Regions from separate parts of the Mus musculus genome. Here region 1 is linked to region 2. The links are chromatin contacts, called in public Hi-C maps. All regions are on one chromosome and are shown on one strand. The core of a region is the stretch at or near the end of the contact, and the rest is flanking DNA. Distances in the headings are between cores, read along the strand shown.

What was found. A called contact is a pair of places that touch in the nucleus more often than the background predicts.
Region 1: a Hi-C map of uterus shows a contact between it and region 2, with 3 times the contacts expected there. The contact joins the enhancer-like site here to the promoter of Galnt17 in region 2. A contact is called at or near these places in 1 of 39 promoter capture datasets (embryonic stem cells), 6 of 484 Hi-C or Micro-C datasets (embryonic fibroblasts and uterus), 3 of 115 datasets of contacts at active chromatin or transcription factors (embryonic fibroblasts, embryonic stem cells and neural progenitor cells) and 3 of 9 other capture datasets (adipose tissue, liver and pancreatic islet).

The regions. Positions count from the first base shown.
Region 1 is chr5:131,370,127-131,376,077 of GRCm38.p6, reverse strand. No RefSeq gene overlaps it. Among named protein-coding and RNA genes, the nearest start is that of Gm29681, 42 kb to the left of the region's middle. Within about 2 kb of position 4,662, at least 27 of the 459 cell types and tissues checked have an H3K27ac peak or open chromatin away from gene starts, as enhancers often do. A contact at or near this core is called in uterus, where this site is marked.
Region 2 is chr5:131,305,980-131,312,066 of GRCm38.p6, reverse strand. It overlaps Galnt17 (polypeptide N-acetylgalactosaminyltransferase 17), which reads left to right and starts at 4,545. Exons shown (of 11, transcript NM_145218.3): 1 at 4,545-5,704. The coding sequence starts at 5,467.

The DNA of each region.
Region 1 (5,951 bases), core at 3,413-5,912, 64 kb before region 2:
TTTTCTATGAGTCTGTCTTCGAGCACAGGCAGCTTGTAGGATTACTGCACCATCTTGTCACATAGCTCTCCAAAAGCAACGTTTTGTGAGCTTTACAGTTTGGATATGAATGTCCTAAAGTGATGCTTTTGTGTGTGTGTGTGTGTGTGTGTGTGTGTGTGTGCATGTGTCTGGGTGCACATGTGTGTTCAGGTGTATATGCACCATGTCTGCATGTACGTGGAGGCCAGAGAACAACCTTTTACATTTCATTTAGTTTTACTTTATGTGTACAAGTGTTTTGCCTACATGTATATACAGACACCATGTGACCACAATGCACTGGGAAGCCAGAAGATGGTGTTGGGTCAGTCAGAAGAACTAAGAGTCACAGATGGTTATGAATGTCTGTCTATGTGGGTGCTAGGAACTGAGCCCAGGTCCTCTGCAAGAGCAGCCAGTTCTCACAGCTGCTAAGATATCTCTCCAGGCCGAGAACAAATTTTTGGGGGGAGTGGAGCACAATTTAACTCTTAACAATGCTCTTATTTTCTTATGTAGTAATTTCAGGTCCATGGTTATAGTTTTGTTTGTGGGCTTATTTGTTGGTTTTTAATCACATTTTATGTTTGTAGGGCTGCACACATGCATGACATGACTTGTGTGTAGAGATCAGAAGACAGTGTGCAGAATCAGTTGTCTCTTCCCACCATGTGGGCCTTAGGGATCAAACTCGGATCATTAGAATTGGTGGCAATTGCACACCTTTATTCACTGAGCCATCTTGCCAGCCTGAGCCTAATTGTTGAAAAAGTCTTTCTTTTCCCTGTTAGTCCAAGAGGAGGGGGAGGGGAGGGAGGAGGAGAAAATGAGAGACTGATGTTTTCAGCAATGTATAACTAGTAACAGTACAGATATATCCTGGCTCAACTAGAGTGTTATACACAGCACCAACTTAATACCTGGCACATTTAATATTCCAAAAAACCCAGTCTTTCATTTTGAGAGTTTAGAGAATTGATGGATTGCCTTATAATGTAATCTCCTTCCTAAAAGTGATTGTACTCTGCATATGTCTAAGGGATACAAGGGCAGTTATTCTAAAACATATGAGGATTAAAGCTGGGAAGACAACCCAATGTCATGCAAGCCCAGGGACCTGGGCTTACATCCCCCAGAATCCACATAAAATTGGATGTGGTTATGTACATCTGGAATCCTGGTGCTCATAAAGTGAGATAGAAGGCTGAGGCAGGAGAATATGTGCAAGTTAATGGTCAGCAAGCCTAGCATATACAGGGTAAGCAAGAGATGCTATCTCAGGGGCAGTAGAAGGTGAGACCTGACACTCAAGGTTGACATCTGACTTCCCTACGTATGCCTTGGCATGCTCACACTTGCACATGTATGTGCATAGACTATACATGCACACAGCATACTCACATACACAGTGGTTTAAAAAATAAAATACCTAAGAGGCACATATGCCCTTTCAATATCAGAAATTATAGGCTGGTGTGATGGATCAGTGGGTAAAAGGTTCTCATTGCTAAGACAGGTTCAATCTTCAGGACTTACATGATAGAAGAAGAGTATTGGCTAAAGAAAATTGTCTTCTACCATACAACACACATACCCACAGACACACACACACACCCACACACATACACAGACATACACACAGACACACACACAGACACCCCCACACACACATACACATACACACACACAGACATACACACATACACACACAGACACACACACACAGACACACACACACAGACACACACACCCACACACAGACACACAGACACACACACAGACACCCCCCCACACACATACACAGACACACACACAGACATACACACATGCACACACACAGACACACACACCCACACACATACACACACACAGAGACATACACACACATACACATACACAGACACACACACACACACACACACACACACACACACACACACACACAGACATACACATACACAAATACTCCTAATTTTAAAGAATCCCACTTAGCTGAAGAATGGAATGTACCTTGATGCGTCCAAGTGTCTCCTTGGAGACCACTGACGGCCATGTGAGAAGGAGGCTCCATCAAGATGCTGTACCACCAAGCTGTCTGGGGAAGTATCCAAGTCCCTGCCAAGGCTCATCCCTCACCTCTGTCATCTATTTCCCAGACAGGGCTTCTCTGTCTGGCTCAGGGATGGAATGTGAATCAGGTCATCTGTGGTTTCCTGAATTCATCACCTCTCATTCAAATTGATTGTATACCTTAGAGCCATTGAGTTGGGCCCAAAACTCTAGGGTCTGTTTTCTAAAAATAAAAAATAAAAAATTTAAAAATTAAAAAATTCCAGCTTGGAAAAAATATTTCCTCTGGTCAAAGAAAAACAAGAAGAGTTAGCGGAGGGCTTGTTAAAGCTGTGAAATTGGAGGATGGGAGGATTGTCCTTTGGAAAACATACTTGTCATGTAAGCATTAGGACCTGAGTTCAGTCCTCAACAGTCATGAAAAATGTGGGTACAACAGCAGGAGCCTGTAACCCCAGCACTGAGGATGTAGAGACCAGAGGCTCCTGGAGATCTCATGGGTCGACCAGTTAACCAAACTGGAGAGCCTTGGTTCAGTGAGAAACCCAGTCTTCAATAAATTGTGAAAGGTGATTGAAGACATCTGACATTAGCCTCTGACCTTCATGTCATGCGCCTGTGTACACATATGCCCCCCCCATATGTGCATAGATACCCTCCCCCCAAAAGCTGTGCAGGGGATGTCCTATGGGGAGGTGATTGACAACATCTGAATACTAAGCAATAAGATGAAGTAATGGGAGAGAAGGTGGGATTGTGTCCCCAAGGGGCCATTATGAGTTATCAGGGTTATCCACTGTAGGGTTTCAGTCTCTCTAGCAGCACTCTATCATCTGAAAGATACAACAGAAATTAACATAGCTATGAGCTTTCCCAGGTGGGTTGCAGTGTGTCGGAGACAAGGTATTTGAGTCTGATAAGGGATGGAATCAAAGACTGTTAAGTGTACTAGAGGGAAAATAGAGAAATCAAGGAAGCAGAAGGGTACAGAGGAGAAGCAGAGGAAGTACGGTTACAGTTTGAATCTGAACGCACCACTTCCCATTCGAACATTTCTTCTCTAGTAAGTGGTGCTATTTTGGGAGGCTGTGGAGCCTTTTGGAGATGAATCCTAGTAGGTCTCTGGGGGATGCTTTTGAAAGTTACACCCAGTCCCCAGTCCCTTATGCTCTGTTTCCTGTTCACCATGCAGTAATGCTCCCTCTGCCGTATTCCTACAGCAGTGATTTCCCGCCTAAGTACACAGGGCTAAGTGACTATGGATGGAGCCTTCTGAAACTATGATTTAAATAAATGTGGCCCCCTAAGGTTGTTTCTCTTAGGTATTTTGGTCAGAGCTATTCAAAAAGAACTAGTGCAAGCTGTTAAACCTGTTATGGATATATAGTCACACACATTTATTTGCATTAAATTTACATAATGTATATATGCAATGTATATTTACATATTTTCATTATGCATGTTTGCAAAATATATATTTGCAACATAAATTTGAAAAGTACATGTTTTCAACATATATAAATGTATCCTGTTATTTATACATTTACATATTTGCATAATCTATATATTTGCAATATATTTCTATAAAATGTATATTCATAACATGAACTTTATATGTGTAATATATACTGATAAAGTATGTCTGTGATGTATATGTATATAAATGTATGTACTTTTTCAAATTGTATGTTTGCAAAATATATATTTACAATGTAAATTTTAAAAGGACATATTTGCAATATATATAAATGTATCCTGTTATTTATATATTTATATACTTGCAAAATCTATAACCTTGCAACACATTTCTGTAAACGTATATTCATAACATGCACTTATATATGTGCAATATATACTGACAAAGTGTGTCTGTGATGTATATGTATATAAATGTGTACACTTATAAGTTTACAATGTTTATATTTATTCACAAAATATGTACATGACTGCACGGCTCAGTGTTGGAGGGCTTGCCTACAATCCTCTAGTGAATCTAGAATAATTCTAGACAGTATAGCTCAGCAGTGGAGTGCTTGCATAACAAACATAAGGCCTTGGATCTCACCCCCAATATAGTAATAAATAAACAGTAGATACATAAATACATTAATCAATCACACTGTAAGCCCATATGACATGGAGTTGGTTTTGCTTAAAACCCATCAAGTTCAGCCCAGTGGGAAAAGTCAGGAGCAAGCAAGCAGATTTGGGAGAGGCAAACTACTTCCCCTGAAGTCTTTAGTGTTGTTTTGGTGACCAAAACATCTGTATAAACACAAGCATTTCTACATCCAGACATCTGAATCGGTGAAGCCAAATGTCTGCTCTCTGGCAACACTGAGAAAACTCTCCTCCAAGGCTGTCTATGCATTGCAAGGCACCCCAGAAAAGTTCTGTGGCTGCAGGCCCGGGCTTCAAGGTGGGAGTGGGTGGTAGAGAGAGATTCCTGGCAAAGTTGTTTTAGGGCCTGGAATTTCAACAAATGCTGTTTTCAATTACCCAACTATTTGCCAGCAAACAGATGTTTGACATCACATAGCTATGACATGACAATACCGAGTTTTCCACACAGTCAATGAGAACATGAAAAAGACCCAGTACACTGTGAGTAGTCTATGGTCTAGATTCTCTTCCTCCTTTTTCTCATTTCCTAGACCCTTCAGCATCTTCTGTTGGGCAAGGAATGTTATTTGTGGATCCCTGATAATTCCTTTCTCCCACGTGGCTTCCCTGGTCATCCCTGTCTTATTGAGAAAAGTACCCTCTATGGACAGGCCTGGGGTATTCACTGAGCTCACAGCTGTCCTCTTCACTGGGAAACAGTTCTGGCTGGGAGGTCTTGCCATACAAAGGAGTCCTGAGCCTGATGGTACAGTCCTGTTAGCTTAGCTACTTGGGAGGCTTTGTGGGAGGATCACAGTTCAAGGCCTGTCTGGGCTACAGAGTGAGTTCAAGGTGTAACTGAGTATAGAGTAAGTTCAAAGCCAGACTGACCTATAGAGTGAGTTCAAGGCCTGCCAGGGCTATAGAATATCTTCAAAGCCTGTTTGAGTATGGAGTGACTTCAAGGCCAGCCTCGGCTACAAAGTAAATTCAAGGACTACAGAGTTAGTCCAAGGCTAGCCTCTACAAAATAAGTTGAGGAAAGGAAAAAAAAAAAGGCCGGAGACACAGTTCAGTGGCAGAATGTTTGCTCAGCATGTGTGAGGTCTGAGGTTCAGTCTCCAGCATCATGAAAAACCCATCTGAACATCATTTAGTTCCCTGGTGCCTGGTGGTCCCTGGAGTGATGGATGCTCTATCCATGTGCCTCTCACCTCTGAGCTAAAATATACACGGCAACTCTGAGAACCAAAGCTTTACATTTTCAAAACCAGGAAGTGCCAAATTTAAACTGTTAAAAGGAAATCAAATATAGAATCTCAAGGGAGAATAAAAACAAATACATGAAGAGATGAAACTCCCAGAAGCCTCTGGGATTGGGTTCTGGAAGTCCTGCTAGTGGGATCTTTCTATGTAGAAAAGAGAGAGGGGAAAAATAAGTTACCTACCTTTTTAGTACAGGGATCTTATAAAGGAATAAGCAGGTTGAACTTAAAACAAGGATGAGGAGCAAGAGAATAAAGATTAGAGCAGAAATCAGTGAAGTTGAAATGTGGAGTCAGGCATCGTGGTGGTGGTGCATGCCTGTCATCCCACCATTTGGGACACTGAAGCAGGAGAGTTATGAGCTTGACCTTGGCTACATAGCAAGACTCTATCTCAAATGGCTTCTGGAACATTTCTTTTTATAGTTACGTTTATTTGTTCCTCATTGAACTCTTGCCATATGAGTGGGGAGAGAAGAGAGAAGGTTGGAA
Region 2 (6,087 bases), core at 3,296-5,795:
ACTGATTCAATTCATGTAAAGGGGCTGGGGAGATGGCTTAGTGAGTGAGTAAAATGCTTACTGCCAAGTGTGAGACCCGAGGTGGGTCCTCTGAACCCACCTGAAGCTCAATATAATAGCGTGCATCTGTGGTCCCAATCCTCAGATGGTGAGGTGGGAGGTGGGGGAGCTAACAGGACAGAGAGCTAATGAGAGACCCTGGCTCAAACAAGCTAGAAAGTGAGGACTGACATCTGAGAATGTCCTCTGATATCCACAAGCAACCTGTGGCTTGCACACACACACACACACACACACACACACACACACACACACACACCACAATCTGGATGGAGGTTGTCTTAACCTTTATTGCCCTTATCATAGATTCCCTAAGCAACGCAACACCAGTGATTCCCAAAGCAATGACATTGGGTTGGTTTCAGTGAACTAGAGATGGCCCCCTTTGCTGTCATTTTTGGATTGTCTATATTCAGTTTGAGACAGGGTGTCTCACTCTGAAGTCTGTGCTGGCCTGGAACTCATGTCTGATCTTCCTGCCCTGGCCTCCCAGTATTGGGATTATATCCATGCATCGCCACAGCTAGTTTAGAGACAAAGGGGCGTATTCCTGAAAAAAAAAAAAGTGGACAAGTTCTTCACTGGGACGACCCCCCTCTCTGGCACAAACTTCTGTACTGTTACTTTCTTTTGACCCAAGTGACATGTGGAAGGAAGGGTTTATATTGGCTTATGAGTCCAGCAGAGAGTATATGGTGGACATGGAAGCTTTGAGGGAGACATGGCAGCTGTCAGCCAGATCACGAACCCCACACAGAAAGCAGAGAGAGAAACTAAATGGGATGTGGGGCAAGGTTATAAACTCTCAAAGCTTGCCCCCAGCACCATACTTTCCTCCAGCAAGGTTGCGCCTCTAAAAGGCTCCATTAACTCCCCAAACGGCATTGCTAACTTGGAACTAAATATTCAAATACAAAGCCTAGGTGGGGCACTGATGATTTTCCAATCATTAAGTGGCTATAAACTCAGGTGGGTATGACATCCAACTATGTTCCTAATTCCAGACTGGAGAAACAAATTAAAACATGAGGAAACGGAGTTCAAGTAACAAGGACATTCATAGGCAAGTTTCCACTTCAGAGTGATCGTCTTTCTCCATATCTAGCCAGAGAATGCCCGTCTGGCCTAGATGAGCTTATGACATATCTATAGGCTTTGTTCTCCTCAGCTTCCTTGTGCAGCCTGTGCAGCATTTATGTTCCTAAAAGAATTTTGACATTGTAATCTCAAGGAATGGCCCACATCATGGATATTCCAAGATCTACATTTTCATGCTGATATGCTCAGGTCCTGCAACCATGTAATTAAAACCCCATCCTGTGCTGGGAGTGCTCTACTCAGTGGTAGAGTGTCTGCTTAGAATCCTCCAGCTAGGGTATGGCTCAGGGATGGAGCTCCTGCCTAGAATCCCCCAGTGAGGGGCTGGGGGTGTGGCTCAGGGATGGAGCCCCTGCCTAGAATCCCCCAGTGAGGGGCTGGGGGCGTGGCTCAGTGGTAGAGCCCCTGCCTAGAATCCCCCAGGGAGGGGCTGGGGGCGTGGCTCAGTGGTAGAGCTCCTTCCCAGAATCCTCCAGGGAGGGGCTGGGGGAGTGGCTCAGTGGTAGAGCTCCTGCCTAGAATCCCCCAGTGAGGGGCTGGAGTGTGGCTCAGTGGGAGAGTGTTATCTATTATTTTCAGGACAGGCCTTTTTGTCCTATTGCTTTTCTACGTGGCTTTCTATCCCTTATTGCACAAAGTTAAACACTTCACAGTCTGAGCATGGTGCTGTGCACCTGTAATCCTAGCACTTGAGTAGCTAAGTCGGAGGATCATAATTTCTAGACCAGCCTGTGTTCTTCTACAGTGAGATTGATCTCAGAAATCAAGCCCAAACTCAAACCTAACCCACCCCAAATTTTCCTTGCATCTCCCATGCCTGAAGGCTCCTGTGTCGTATAAAACTTTGGTCAAATAAGTACACTATACTGTCCCCTGACTAGATTGTTCTGTATTTTGTTAGTGGTGGGGGTAGGGGACGATGACTCACAGATATGGGATTGAGCAAGGATATCACATCTTCCACCTTTTCAGCCCCCCTCTTCTGTGCTACTGATGCTGCCCGGTCTGGGTCTTCATGAACAGCTGTGGAGACCTAGCCTCATCCAGTCCCTGATGCTCTGAATGACACAGAACCAGGGATGCCCTCCTACCCAACTTCCTTCCGACCTCACAGATGTTTGAAAGTGCTTCTTCCATGCTTTTTGAGACAGCTTTTTATCAAGCCATATTTTTGTACTCAGTTCGCTGTAGATTATAAAAAATTCAATCCCTAAGGATCCTGAGTAGGCTCCAAAGAAATAAAAAAATAAAAGAGCAGGCCAATGAGATGGCTCAAGGAAGTAAAGGGGCTTGCTGCCAAGCCTGACTTCTTGAGTTCAATCCCTGAGACTCACATAGTGGCTGGAGAGAACTGACTCCTGCAAATTGTCTTCTGACCTCTACACATGGGCTGTGGCACAAATACACACGTCTCTACACATACACAACTAAGTTTTGTGTTTGTTTTTAAAGGAAGAAAGTAGGACTAGAGAAACATCTTACTTACTGTTCCATCATGAGAAGTTGTAGTGGGAATTTTGGTTTCTTTAAAAACACAGAAACATAAGAATGTTTTCATTTTAATCCCAGGTGTGGGATATGAGGCTGCCTCAGATTGTCCATAGCAGTTGACTGTGATTTGTCTCGTGTTCTAGCAGGGGCGTGGTTTTGACAGCTGCAGGTAGTTTTTGTGACTGTATGATGTTTGGAATTCTGGGGACTTTTCCTGTGTCACTCAGACCTCTGAGTAGCAGACTTGACACCCACACCACCAAGCCTGGCTCTCCATGTCCTTTTTTTTTTTTTTTTTTTTTAGTGAAAAACTGTAAAGGTGCTTGCTGTTAATTGTGTAAAACACCAAGGACAACAAAGGAAAACGAACTCCCTCCCCCCCCCCCAAGCCCCCAAACAACAATACCTTTATTGAAATGAGGGCCAGGCTTGGTGGCTAGGACTGCAATCCTAGTATTTGGGAGGTGAAGTTAAGAGATCAGGAATCATCAGTTAGGGGCTAACTAGCCTAGGCTAACTGAGATGGCATAAACAAAGGAACACTAAAATCTCCATCAAGGTCCAAACAAACAAAAGCAAACAAGAAAACACTTCGTTCCCTTTTAAAAGAAACCCAACCAATCTAACCTGGAACTTACTTTATAGACAAGGATGCTTGTGAGTCTCTGATCTTCCTGCCTCTACCTTCCAAGTGCTGGGATTATAGGCTTGCCACCAGCAAGCCTGGCTGTGAAGAGCTGGAGGTGGGGGGTGGGGTGGGAATATCCAGTTGAGGTCTAGGCAAGCACTCAACTTCAGCTCAACAGCTTAACTACATCCCATCTCCAAACCCCCAAACCCGAACATGCCCCCTGAACCGCCCCCCTTCCATGCTCCAACCAAAAGCTTAAATCTAAGTCAACCAAACAAAACTAACCAATGAACAACAGCAACAAACTTTAATCGGATGGGAAGAATGAAGTGGGAGTCCCTGAATTCACTCAGCTGATTCTTATCTGCTGGCAGTCTGGTTTCTTTCTCTGGCCTAAGCAATTAAAAAAAAAAAAAAATTAGAGGGCAGGTTTGGATTCCAGTCTTTGGAACTCCTGGGTCTCAGGAAAAGAAGTAGGTTGTGGAGACCCATCAGGGCCATAAATCCAAGTGCATGGCACCAAAATAAGAGTTTACAGAGTAGGGGCAAGCACAGAAGCACCAACTAAGATGGTCAGAACTCTCCCAGGGCTCAAGCAAGAAGGACACAGGGCCTTGCTCTGAAAGTAGCGGAATCCGAGTCTCCAGGCCAGATTTTCCCTCTAGCCATTCCGGGCCAAGCTAAGCAGAGCAGCTAAGCCAAGAGAAAGGGATGTCTTCCTCGTCTGCCGGGATGGAACAAACCCGGCTGCTTAGAGAGCGCTGAGAACCCCAAGGGTCCCTCACAGCCCTTAGCAGCCAACAGGACATGACTGCTCTTGGTCCGGCGCGCTCCCCGCTCTCTCCAGACACCCCCACCCTTTCCGGGTGCGCGCGCAAGAGTGGGCCAGCTTCCCCTAGCTGTGCGCTCCGCAGCCTGCGGGTGGCAGCGGCGTTGGCGACTGGCTCTCAGGGAAGAGGGTGACCAAGGGACCGCGAAGGAGGAGTCGGCGCCGCAGCCGCTCCCCTCGGGACCGCGCCCCGCCTTCCGTCGCCACCTGAGCATCCCCTCTTGGCTCCCAGCTGCTCCAATCTATCCCACCATTCCCTCTAGGGGACCGTGTGTACTCTTAGTGCCGCAGCCGCGGTGTCATTGCATCCGGTGATCGGGACACTCGGATCTTGGTTCCCTTGGGGGCTTGGGACGAGCTGCACGGGCCGTGGTGACAGGCTGCGGGGGCGCCAGCGCGCATCCCTCCCCCGCGACATTTAGAAAGGCGTGTAGACAACTGGTGTGACTTTGGAGGTCCGACTCCTCCTTCCGGCCAGCCTCGCAACGCGCCACCTCCCGAGACAAGCCAGTGTGTCCGGCAGGCCCCGGAGGCTCGTGTAGGGACTTGGAACGTGTCCGGGAACCCGTGGCGCTGTGCGCACTGGTGAGTTTTGCGGGCGGGGTGGGGGCGGAGAGGACGTCGCGCTGGGTCCCTGCTCCCGCCCCTTTCCTGCTGTCCCCCCCTCCACTTTGAGAGAGTCATTGAGATTTGAGCGTGACTGCGGAGCCTGGAGGATGCAGGCACGGGGCGCGGGGTTTTCCTCTTCTCAGAGTGATGGAGAGAGCCGGTGAGCTGAACAAAGACACCCGCCCTGAGGAGCGGGTCCTTTGCTGAAGAACTCTATTTTCGCCCTGCGACGGCCGCCTGCGGGCGAGAGTGTCGGCCGCGCAACTCCAGGAGTGGCGCGCTCTTCCGCCGGCGGGCGCAGAGCTGGAGCCCGGCACCTGCGCGCCACTCCCGCCACATCCCCAGAGCATTCCGACTACCAAAGGATTGTTCCTGAAGGTCTACGTCTGCGGAGGAGGTCCAAAGTCTAAAGGCAACCTGTTTGCTGTTCTACAGGGAGAGACCCTGGGACCTTTATCTTTTGCTGTCTTGTAGAAGGGACTGCGTGCTGTGGACGGAGCAGGCATTTCAGAGACACTTTTGCAAGCCAGGGGCTTCCATGTGAGAGATCAGCCGCGTCCTTCCAGTGGTTACTGGCGCCAGAGAATCGGCGTTTTGTGGTCAACAGCAGCTGGGACCCCCAGCCCTTTGCCCCCTCCCTCGGCCATTGTTCGGTGTGTGGGGTCTACTCCGTCTCAGGCTGCCCTGCGCCTCGCAGGTGAGGCTGGTAGAGGCGTGGGTCCAGGGAAAGGACCGGCCGTGTTGTTTGATGGCTTCACTGAGGAGAGTCAAAGTGTTGTTGGTGTTGAACTTGATCGCGGTGGCCGGCTTCGTGATCTTTTTGGCTAAGTGTCGGCCTATCGCGGTGCGCAGCGGAGACGCCTTCCACGAGATCCGGCCTCGCGCAGAGGTGGCCAACCTCAGCGCGCACAGCGCCAGCCCCATCCAGGATGCGGTCCTGAAGCGCTTGTCGCTGCTGGAGGACATCGTCTACAGGCAGCTTAATGGTAAGGACGTGCCCTGCCGCCTGTGGGTCGTGGTGCAAGCAGGGCACAGGGTGATCTCCCTGGCTCTCTGTATCCTAAGCTGACATCTGAACCAGCCCGATCTCTCTCTTCCATCCCTGCCCTGTGCCTGGGACTATTGTAGAAACCACCACCGGATTCTTTTTCATGATATACTGCAGCTGGAAGTTTGGTCTTCCTCTAGAAACCTGCCACTACAGTCGACTCTTGGTCTCTGCTCGTGACTCCAGCTTAGAACATACTGCAGACTGGGAACCTCTAGAAAGGAAATAGCTGTCAGTTCATGGTGTTTGATGGAGGAGCTGGTAGGGAAGTGGGTGTCATGGCTTGCAAAGTGAGGGCTCGAGTAAATACATTATTCCTTT